Regions from separate parts of the Macaca mulatta genome. Here region 1 is linked to region 2. A link is a contact called in public Hi-C data. All regions are on one chromosome and are shown on one strand. Each heading gives the region's core, a stretch centred on a gene start, on an enhancer-like site or on the middle of the called end of the contact. The rest is flanking DNA. Distances are from core to core; before and after follow the strand shown. Region 1 overlaps ERGIC1 (endoplasmic reticulum-golgi intermediate compartment 1). Region 2 holds the start of DUSP1 (dual specificity phosphatase 1).

The links. A called contact is a pair of places that touch in the nucleus more often than the background predicts.
Region 1: a Hi-C map of fetal cortex germinal zone shows a contact between it and region 2, with 3 times the contacts expected there. The contact joins the enhancer-like site here to the promoter of DUSP1 in region 2. A contact is called at or near these places in 4 of 14 Hi-C or Micro-C datasets (CD4 T cells, blood, fetal cortex germinal zone and 1 more).

What each region holds. Positions count from the first base shown.
Region 1 is chr6:181,820,337-181,825,825 of T2T-MMU8v2.0, forward strand. The region is part of intron 10 of ERGIC1 (endoplasmic reticulum-golgi intermediate compartment 1); the gene reads left to right. It also overlaps a transcript of RPL26L1 not described here. Among named protein-coding and RNA genes, the nearest start is that of RPL26L1, 22 kb to the right of the region's middle. Within about 2 kb of position 4,200, at least 11 of the 40 cell types and tissues checked have an H3K27ac peak or open chromatin away from gene starts, as enhancers often do. A contact at or near this core is called in fetal cortex germinal zone, where this site is marked.
Region 2 is chr6:181,644,130-181,649,481 of T2T-MMU8v2.0, forward strand. DUSP1 (dual specificity phosphatase 1) reads right to left here and starts at 3,380. Exons shown (of 4, transcript NM_001257450.2): 1 at 2,781-3,380; 2 at 2,357-2,502; 3 at 1,813-2,032; 4 at 343-1,370. The coding sequence starts at 3,147. The coding sequence ends at 1,000. It also overlaps a transcript of RPL26L1 not described here.

The DNA of each region.
Region 1 (5,489 bases), core at 2,950-5,449, 180 kb after region 2:
TCCAGCCTCAAACATTGCCAGGAATAGGTCTGTGTCTTCGGATCTGCTTTCCTCTATACTGACTTCATCTTCAAGTCAGTAGAAATGGCCTCTTTCTCAGTCATTCTAACCAAGTCCTAGATAGGACAGTGCTCTCACTGGCCCTGCTCAGGCCTCATGCCATCCTTGTGGCCTGGGAAATCAAATGCTCTGGTTGGCCAGGCTTAGGCCCTGTACCTGCTCTGGTGTCAACCCCATCCAAACCACAGGGACAGAGATTGTGAGGAATGAGTTTCCTCAAGAGAAAAGGCAGGGGCCAGCTACTGGAAGAGGAGAGAGTGGGTGCCAGGAGGCAGAACAGTGGGATGCTGCGACAGGGCCTCTGCCTTCTCATCTGTGTCGTAAGAACGATCATCTCTGTTCCTGCCACCTCCCAGGGCCTTGTGGGACTCAGGAGATCGTGAAAGGAGAAGCTCTTTGTAGATATGAAAAGCCAAGTAGGACGGGGCACAGTGGCTCACACTTGTAGTCCCAGCACTTTGGGAGGCTGAGGTGGGAGGATCGCTTGAGGCCAGGAGTTTGAAACCAGCCTGGGCAACATTGTGAAAGCTTATCTCTAAGAATCTTCTTAAATTAGCTGGATGTGGTGGTGTATGCACCTGTAGTCCCAGCTACTTAGGAGGCTGAGGTAGGAGGATCGCTTGAGCACAGGATTTTAAGGCTACAGTGAGTCATGATCATACCACTGCACTCCAGCCTGGGCAACAGAGCGAGACCCTTTCTCTAAAAAACAAAACAAAAACCCCCACAAAACAGACAGAGACATACAAAAGGTGTCATAAGTCTGGTGCTTACATGAGCCTCAGACAGTTTTTTGCTGTTCTCTTTAACCACATAAAAGTTAGAAACTTCTGTTTAACAAATGGCACATAACATAAAGCAAAAATGCCACATGCAGCCTGGGAAGATACTGGCCACACATATGGGAAAGAGGCAGCCTTCAGAATTCATATGTAAAGAACTCCTAGAGATCAGTAAGAAAAAGTTAACCACCAGGCCGGGCGCGGTGGCTCAAGCCTGTAATCCCAGCACTTTGGGAGGCCGAGGTGGGCGGATCACGAGGTCAGGAGATCGAGACCATCCTGGCTAACATGGTGAAACCCCGTCTCTACTAAAAATACAAAAAACTAGCCGGGCAAGGTGGTGGGCGCCTGTAGTCCCAGCTACTTGGGAGGCTGAGGCAGGAGAATGGCGTAAACCCGGGAGGCGGAGCTTGCAGTGAGCTGAGATCCGGCCACTGCACTCCAGCCTAGGCAACAGAGTGAGACACTCCGTCTCAAAAAAAAAAAAAAAAAAAAAAAAAAACAAGAAAAAGTTAACAACCAAAAAAAAGTAGACAAGGCCAAGGACCAGCTCTTCACAGAGGAGATGATACTGGCAGTGAAAAGATGCTCAAGTTCACTAGAAATTGGAGGGATGCGATTTAAAACAAGACTCAATTCAGGCCAGACATAGTAGCTCAAAGATGTAATCCCAGCACTCTAGAGGGGTGGAAGCAGGAGGATCACTTGAGGCCAGCATTTTGAAACCAGCCTGGTCACCACAGCAAGACCTCATCCCTACAAAAGAAAAGTTAAAAAATTAGCTAGACATAGTGGTGCATGCCTGTAGTTTCAGCTACTTGGGAGGCTGGGGTGGGAGGATTGCTTGAGCGTGGGAGGTTGACACTGCATTGAGCCATGATGGTGGCACTGCACTCCAGCCTGGGCAACAAAGTGAGACCTGGTCTCAGAAAAATGAAAAAATTAAAAGACCCAATTGAATCCTATTGGACTGACAGAAATTGAAAACTTGGCCGGCTCACACCTGTAATTCCAGCACTTTGAGAGGCTGAGGCAGGCAGATCACCTGAGGCCAGGAATTCAAGACCAGTCTAGCCAACATGGCAAAGCGCTACTAAAAATACAAAAATTAGCAGGGCATGGTGATGTGCACCTGTAATCCCAGCTATTTGGGAGGCTGAGATGGGAGATTCACCTGAACCTGGGAGGCAGAGGTTGTGGTGAGCCAGGATCACTCCACTGCACTCCAGCCTGGGCAACAGAGTGAGACTGTCTCAAAAAAAAAGAAGGCCAGGCATGGTGGCTCATGCCTGTAATCCCAGCACTTTGGGAGACCGAGGCGGGTGGATCACGAGGTCAGGAGATCGAGATCAACTTGGCTAACACGGTGAAACCCCGTCTCTACTAAAAATACAAAAAATTAGCCGGGCATGGTGGCGGGCACCTGTAGTTCCAGCTACTGGGGAGGATGAGGCAGGAGAATGGCATGAACCCAAGAGGCGGAGCTTGTAGTGAGCCGAGATTGCGCCACTGCACTCCAGCCTGGGTGACAGAGCAAGACTCTGTCTCAAAAAAAAAAAAAAAAATTGAAAACCTGCTACTACAAAGATTGGGAAGATGTGAAGCCATGGGAACCCACATGTACTACTGGTGTGGAGGGACATGGATGTAGCTACTCTGAGGGGAGATGCACAGACGCCAGGACCCAAAAAATCAGGGGATTTGTGAGCAAATGATTTCACCCAAGACCCCACAGGTAGCACACCCCAAGTGGGTCTTGGTGCTGAGTCTTACTCCAGCTCTCCTACTTCATTCCCACGATAAGCCACACACACAGATACAAGTAGGTTCCCTGGTGCCTCCATGCAGGTCTAGACCACTCCTCAGAGGCCCTAGCACCTGTAGCATTGACTGTAGCAGAGAAACCCCCTCCATCCATGCCTCCCAGTAGGGTTCAGAAGGCTCTTCTCTGTCCCTGTTTCTGTTTGCTGTTGTATGGAAAGCAGCTGAGACTCTGGGCATTAAAAATCACCTGGTAATGGCCGGGCATAGCGGCTTATGCCTGTAATCTCAGCACTTTGGGAGGCTGAGGCAGAGGGATCACTTGAGGTCAGGAGTTCAAGACCAGCCTGGTCAACATCGCAAAACCTCATCTCTACTGAAAATACAAAAATTAGCCAGGCATGGGGGTAGGCATTTGTAGTCCCAGCTACTCGGGAGGCTGAGGAAGGAGAATCACTTGAACCCAGAAAACGGATGTTGCAGTGAGCCAAGATCATGCCACTGTATTCCAGCCTGGTGCCAGAGCGAGACTCTGTCTCACAAAATAATAATAAATTGGCCGGGTGCGGTGGCTTACACCTGTAATCCCAGCACTTTGGGAGGCCGAAGTAGGTGGATCACCAGGTCAGGAGTTCGAGACCAGCCTGACCAGCATTGTGAAACCCCATGTCCACTGAAAATATACAAAATTAGCCGGGCATGGTGTTGCATGCTTGTCGTCCCAGCTACTCGGGAGGCTGAGGCAGGAGAATTGCTTGAACCTGGCAGACAGAGATTGCAGTGAGCCAAGATCACGCCACTGTACTCCAGTCTGGACAGAATGAGACTCCATCTCAAAAAAAAAAAAAAAGAAAAGAAAAGAAAAGAAATCACTTGGCAAGTGGCTGAGAAATGAAGGGACTTCATTTATTCATTTAACATTTGCTAGAATTCACCATGTGCCGACCTCTGTAGCAGGCACCAGGGTTAGCTGAATCATACACAGTCCCTGCCTTCAAGGAGACCCCGCTGGTGGAGCAGATGAGTGAGCGCAGGGAGCATTGACGGGGCTGTAGTGGAGATGTGTGCCTGACACTGCAGGCAAACGAGAGGGCGCCATCCCCTTTGTTTGGGAAGCTCCAAGAAGGGAATCCTGTGATGGGCCTTGAGCTGAGGAGAAAGGGCCCTGGGAAAGGGAATACTATGCGCAGAGGTGCCCAGTGTAACGTGTCCTATGCAGGCCGTGCCACCCCCTTTGGCAGGTGACAGACTCCCCAGTGAGCCGCTGACCTTCTGAGAGCAGGAGGCTCCCAGAAGCCACAGGGAAGACGCTTCCTTTGTCAGAGACCCAATGCCTCCATGATTCCTTCTTCTCTTCCTGTCCTTGGCCACCAGCCTGTCCTCCATCTCTGCCCCACCCACCTCTGCTCAAGCATGGGCTGACAAAGCCCCGGGCTCGTGGACCACACTGCTGCAGGGAACCTCCTGACATCATTAGACTGGTGGTTCTTCTGAAGGCCCCGTGCCACCACCTTGGTTGCCATGGTAACCGTGGGGTCAGCTCTGAAGGAGCCAGCCGGCCGGCTGTGCCTGGCAGATGGCGTCATTGTGGAGCTTCAAAGGCCCTTGTCACAGGGCAGCAGATGTGGAGATGACGCCAGCACTCAGACACACACATACACACACGGCACAAAGATCCCTGGGAGCCCTCGGAGGGTGGGGTGGGGCCGGGATGGAAGTGGAGGCACCTGCTGTGGCTTCTCTTTCTCTCTTTTTAAAATCAAACACTTGCGTGCAAAGCCCCTAAACGGCAAATGGGGGCCTCTGCAAATAGCTCCTTAGAGGCGCTGGAGACGAAGAGGGGCTTAGGTCAGGATGTCGTCATGTGGCGGCTGCGGGGCTGGGAGGCAGCTGTGGGTGGGCTGGAGGGAGGGAGGATAGAGGCAGGTGGAGCCTCCCAGATGCATGGCCAAGTGTTAAGTACCTGGCTGCTCCCAGGTTGCCCCCGCAGGGTCTCATTGCCCCGAAAGGGCTTGTTTATCCCCAGCCTAAACAGTTTTTCCTCCTGGAAGTCTTTGGCCAGGCTTCCTGGAGCTCCTCTCTCGGCACGTGGGGCACCTTGCTCACAGCGATGTTCTGTGCTCTGTCAGAACATTCCAGTGCTAAGGGAGTAAACAGATCATATTTGACGACATGCAACTAATCCCCTCCAAAGTGCTCCCCTCCCACACAATACATTTGTCCCCTGCCACTTGCTGAAGCTCCCTTTTTGAGATTGAGATTGCGTTCAAGTGGGTTGTGGTGACAGACTGGATGGCTTCAGAGGTGTCAGATCTCTTTCCTTGCGTGGTTGATTTTATTTTGGAGGAACAGCCAGAAGTCCATTAAACAAAGTGCCAGTTGGGCCAGTATGGCTGGGATGGTTTTTGCCCACCAAGAAGTACCGGATGGCGATGACACCCTCCCGTTGCGTGCTACTCAAAACTTATCATTCTTGAAGATTTGTGCAGCTCACTTAACTCGAGTGGTGCTCAGGACCCTTGGCCAGGGCTTAACTTGGGTATGAGGGAGAGTTGCTACAGGGAGCCCCACCCACAGACGTTCCTCTCTGCTGCCCTCCTTCATGCTTTCTAACCAGGGGACTAATCCCCCAGACTTCAGATTGCCCTGCCTGGTTGCCAGGCCTGATGATGACCTCCAGGTCTGACTTACCTGTGTCCCTAGCATCCAGTGAAGGGCCTGGCCTGGACACAGGTGCTCAGAAATGTGTAAGGGGCAGCTGCCTAAAGAAGTGATCATATTTTCAGCCGGGCGCAGTGGCTCACACCTGTAATTCCAGCACTTTGGGAGGCCAAGGTGGGCAGATCGCCTGAGGCTAGGAGTTCAAGACTAGCCGGGCCAACATGG
Region 2 (5,352 bases), core at 2,130-4,629:
GAAAAAGGTAATCCAAGCAAGTGGCGATTTCCTCCTAGCTTTAGCTCTGGGGACACCTTAGCATCCTGGGTGACATAGTAGGTTACAGAGCTGCTAAAATGGGCATGGGCAGACACACTGATCCAATACTAAGAGTTCAGTTGTAGCATCTGGTGTTTCATGATACTCACTTGTCTTCCTCCCTTGCAACCCAGCCATTTCATGGGACCAATGGGCCACCACAGGGATCAGATCTCAACACATTCTGCAGGCCCTTGTCGAAATTCTTCCCTAGTTCACTAGTGGGAGAGGGACTGGGTGTGGTTGCCAAAGAAATAAAAGCATTGAAATTTCAATAGAAATGCCGTAATTTATTCCATTGTATAAAAAAGTTATCCTTATGTAACAAAATGTCTTCTTAGAAGAAGAAATATATTATTTCAGGTCATAAATAATCAGCAAACATACAACTGTTGGCAACTAAAAAAAAACCCCAACACTGGTATTTTCCATCAGTGCTGAAAACAAACCTGCTTACGATATATTTACAGGAGAGTACAGTACTCAAAAACAAAAATTGAGGTATTTGGTTCTTCTAGGAGTAGACAATGACATTTGTGGAGGCAGACACCTCCACAAAAATAAATAAGGTATATTCTCATATGTATATGTGTCGTCGGGAATGATAATACTGGTAGGTATGTCAAGCATGAAGAGATTCTACAAAAAACAGGAGCGAGCAAAAAGAAACTGGCTCACACACTGAGTCCTTTCTCTTCTGCCCCATTTTGTCAGAGGGACTTGATGTACCCACTACATATTGGTCCCGAATGTGCTGAGTTCAGCAGATGTCTTGACGCTAAGTCATCACAACGACTGCTTAGGAACCCAGTGGAACTCGGGTGAAGTTAAATAAATAAAGACCAGCCCTCTCGAGCCCCTCCCAGAGTTACTGCATTTCTCCTCTCAAGGAGCCTGGAGTCCCAGTGGGATGTGAAGAGCCTCACCTCCCACAGCCTTTCAGCAGCTGGGAGAGGTCGTGATGGGACTCTGAAGGTAGCTCAGCGCACTGTTCGTGGAGTGGACAGGGATGGAGACGGGGAAGTTGAACACAGTGGTGGTGGAGGTGCCTCGGTCGAGCACAGCCATGGCGGGGCTCCCAGCCTCTGCCGAGCAGTGTGGGGCCAGCACCTGGGACTCAAACTGCAGCAGCTGGCCCATGAAGCTGAAGTTGGGGGAGATGATGCTTCGCCTCTGCTTCACAAACTCAAAGGCCTCGTCTAGCTTGACTCGGTTAGTCCTCATGAGGTAAGCAAGGCAGATAGTAGCTGACCGGGAAATGCCCGCCTGGCAGTGGACAAACACCCTTCCTCCAGCATTCTTGATGGAGTCTAGAAAACAAAAGGAGCGGCTGGTTACTGGAGAGCTCAGGAGAACCACCCCAAGCCCAGGTACAGTGTATCTGAGAAAGGTCATGTGTGTCTTGTCTAGAAATGGTCAACATCACCACACGCCATCACATGGCTACTGTTCATGGAAGCAACTTGGGCACTGCGCAAAGGATGGCACAGGATTTAAACTCAGACTGGGGATTTCCACTCAGCAGATAGATCTCACACCAGTCAATTCAACTTTGTGAGCCCCAGTTTGCAAATCTGTAAAGTGGGACATTGAATCAAATTCACATTTTGCAGGAATGTTGCCCACACCAGACTGATACTGAATGTCTGGAAGAAGGCTCATAAGACTTCAAGCTCTTGCCACAGAGGTTGGGCTTAGGGGCTAAAATGAGAAGAGAGAGGCAGAAAAGCCCCAGGCATCCATTCCATTTACCTATGAAGTCAATGGCCTCGTTGAACCAGGAGCTGATGTCTGCCTTGTGGTTGTCCTCCACAGGGATGCTCTTGTATTGGTAGTGACCCTCAAAATGGTTGGGACAATTGGCTGAGACGTTGATCAAGGCAGTGATGCCCAAGGCATCCAGCATGTCCTTGCGGGAAGCGTGATAGGCACTGCCCAGGTACAGAAAGGGCAGGATTTCCACCGGGCCACCCTGAAATCCAGAAATATCCAACATTCATCAAGCTCGCTCAAAGCCAAGGCCAGTGCCCACACCCACAAAAACTTTCTGCTGGAAAAGTCAATTTCAGATAGCGAGTGAACTCAGTTCTGTTGCTGGAGGATAAATAAATAGGGAACTAAGCCCATTTGCCTGGGCAGGACCAGCAAATTCATTTCTGTAGAGCCTACAATCATATCCCTGTGTCCCCTCCGTTATAAATAATGCTGCAGGTCACTTTCTATATTCTCCCTGGCACCACTCCTCCGTGCCTTTGCCAGTTCTTACTTCTCCCCTGTGGCAGGGACACCTACTAACCTGATCGTAGAGTGGGGTACTGCAGGAACTGCACCCAGATTCCGCGCTGTCAGGGACGCTAGTACTCAGGGGAAGGCTGAGCCCCATGGGGGTCGACTGTTTGCTGCACAGCTCCGGGCAGGAAGCCGAAAACGCTTCGTATCCTCCTGGGAATACAAAGACATTTTTTTTTTCCTCAGTGACGCCGGGACAGGGCACCTTCATACGACTCCCCCACCCACCAAGGGCTGGAAGTTTACAGCGGAAAGGCCCAGGCAAGTCTTTGTTCCCAGAGCCAAACAAAGCCAATGACAAGTTCCAGAGATAAATGTACTCCAGCGCCCACGCGCTGCAGGTGGGGCGACCCCCCGGGAGCCAAGAGCCGAGGGTACCGGGCAAAATCTCAGGGGTGTGCGGCCCGCCCCGAGCTTCCCCGAGGGCGTACCTTTGAGGAAGAAGACTTGCGCGGCGCGCGCCTCGCGGCAGAGCGCACCGGCCGCCAGAGTCAGGGTGCCGTCGCGCCTGGCGCCGTCCAGGGCGGCGCTGCGCTCGTCCAGCAACACCACGGCGTGGTAGGCGCCGGCCAGCAGGCGGCCGCGCAGCTCGGCGTTGGGCACGATGTGCTCCAGGCCCATGGCGCCCTTGGCCCGGCGCCGCACGATGGTGCTGAAGCGCACGTTGACAGAGCCGGCGATGTGGCCGGCGTTGAAGGCGAAGAAGGAGCGGCAGTCCAGCAGCAGGCATTGCGCCGCGCGCTCCCTCAGCAGCGCCCGCAGGCCTCCAGCGTCCAGGGTGCCCACTTCCATGACCATGGCCGGCCTCAGCGCCCCCAGCGTGATCAGCCCTGCGGTGCTCTTTGTCCTCGGGGCCAAGGGCAGGGCGGCGCCTTTCGAGGAAAAGCTAGACCCCCGGGTCGCTCTGCGCCGAACCAAAAGCTGCTTTTGGACTGAGAGAGGAGCGTCACGCGGGGCTCTGGGCTCCTCGGCTTCTTCGCGGTTGCCCCGACTGCCCCTTCGAACCACGTCGCACACACAGCCCGAACGTCCTTCGCAGCGAGCCCTATCCGGGGAGCTCGTTTATATGAGGCCTCTGGGCGACGGGGCGGGCCTGACCCGCGCGCAGGGGGAGGAGGGTGTTTGTTTGAATGGTGATCACGTGACGGGGCGGTGACGTCACCCGCCCTGCCCGGCCCGGCGCCGCCGAGCTACAGGGGAAGACGTCATCAGCCTCGGAGCTGGGTCCGCTTGCTGCGCGCTGGCTCGCGGCCCGGCCCCCGCCCTGCCGTCCGGCCTGCTCTTGGCGCGTCCCCAGGGACTGGGCCCGCGCCGCGCTCCGGGCCCAGCGGGGAGGCGGAGGGCTCGCTGCCAGCTGAGGCTGACCTCTGGGATGCGAGCGGCCGGGAGAATGGGCGACGTGCCACCTGCCTTGGCCTCGCCGCTCCTCCGTCTCTCCCTCCCCGAGTCCCCTTCCCCGTGCCCCTCGGCCTTCGACCTGAGCCGAAAGGGGCTTCCTGCGCTTTTGCATACTCTTGTGCCCCTTTCTCTCATTTCCTCATCACTAACAGGCGGGGAAACTGAGGTTCCCCAAGCGAAGCTACTGACTTGCCCAGAACCACACTACTGGGGTGTGGGGTGGGGCGGCGCGTGGGGCAGCACAGAGGCGCCTAAGATGAAGTTTGGAGAAAAATGAACAGCTCTGCCGATAGAAAAGTCGTTCCTACCAAAAACGACTCGAGCGAGTTGGGGCGGAGAGGTTCAGGGCAATGCTTTCCTGTTTCCCCGACTTTCTTTAAGGTGGCTTTAAAATATCTACATTTGCCATGAAAGTGTAAGCGAGCAAACCCCCACCGGGAAATAATGCTATTCCTAGTCTGTGGCCCCTGGAAGACTTGGAGCCAAGGAAGGCAGGTCAAGGGGCTGAAATCCCGGTCGGGGGTCGCAAGGCCCCGCGGTGGATTCCCGGGTTTGGCGTTTGGAGGGGTGAGGGGCGACCCGCAGCGCGACTCGACGGCTCCCCCCAGGGGCCGCCCGACACGTTTCTGTCACCTTGGCTCCAGACCGAGCTTCTCCATCCCTTTATTACACAAATAGGCAGTATACTGAGTGAGCGCCCACTAAGCGCTGGGCTGGGGGGCTCCAACCCGGAACAGAAGCCGGCCCCAACCCTCGCTCCCTGTCGTCGCTTCCGTTATAGGCTGAAGGCAAAATCCAATCCCGGGCCGTTGTGGGCGGACTGCCAGGACATGGATCGCAACGCTTGGGAAGACCCCCCGCCCCCAACGCCCAGCGATATCCATGCCCTGAGTCCCAGTGACGGCCCCCTGGACAGCACAGCCTGCTGCAGCGACGCGACGCGCTAGGTACACAAACATAAACATTGCGCCACCGGCCCGGGTGCCGAGTCAGGAACATTCTGCGGTTTCCTCCCCTCCTGGGGGAGGGGATTTCACTGGCCACCCTCTGTCGTCGTTGTGCGAGCTGTATCACCAGAGGCAACTTCTGCATTTGCCTCGCTTAGCTTGTGTGTTTTCGCCTGCGCAAACGTTCTGCCTGGATTCTTCTAGAAAAGTTCAGGGAATGGAGTGCTTTTTTTTAAAAGGGCGTTTTCTACCTTCATTTGAACATTGGTCGAGGACAGCAAAGAGGTCCTCAGATAAGAGCAACACCCTCCCTGTATGGAGAGATAGAAGAAAAAGAAATTATTTGTTTATACTACTTATTCAGCTGAGGAACTCAACATACTTTTTGCGTTGAATCATAGAATGTTACAGCTGCTGACTTTTCACTGCATACCGACTTGATTTGTCCCATTTTTTTTTCTCTCACCAAGAGAATTCATTATACCTTTCCCTACCGAAATTTTTCAACAAGAAAACTCTTTTAAGGGCTGGGTGCTGTGGCTCACACCTGTAATCCCAGCACTTTGGGAGGCTGAGGCAGGCGGATCACAAGTTCAGGAGATCGAGACCATCCTGGCCAACACGGTGAAACCCCGTCTCTGCTAAACATGCAAAAATT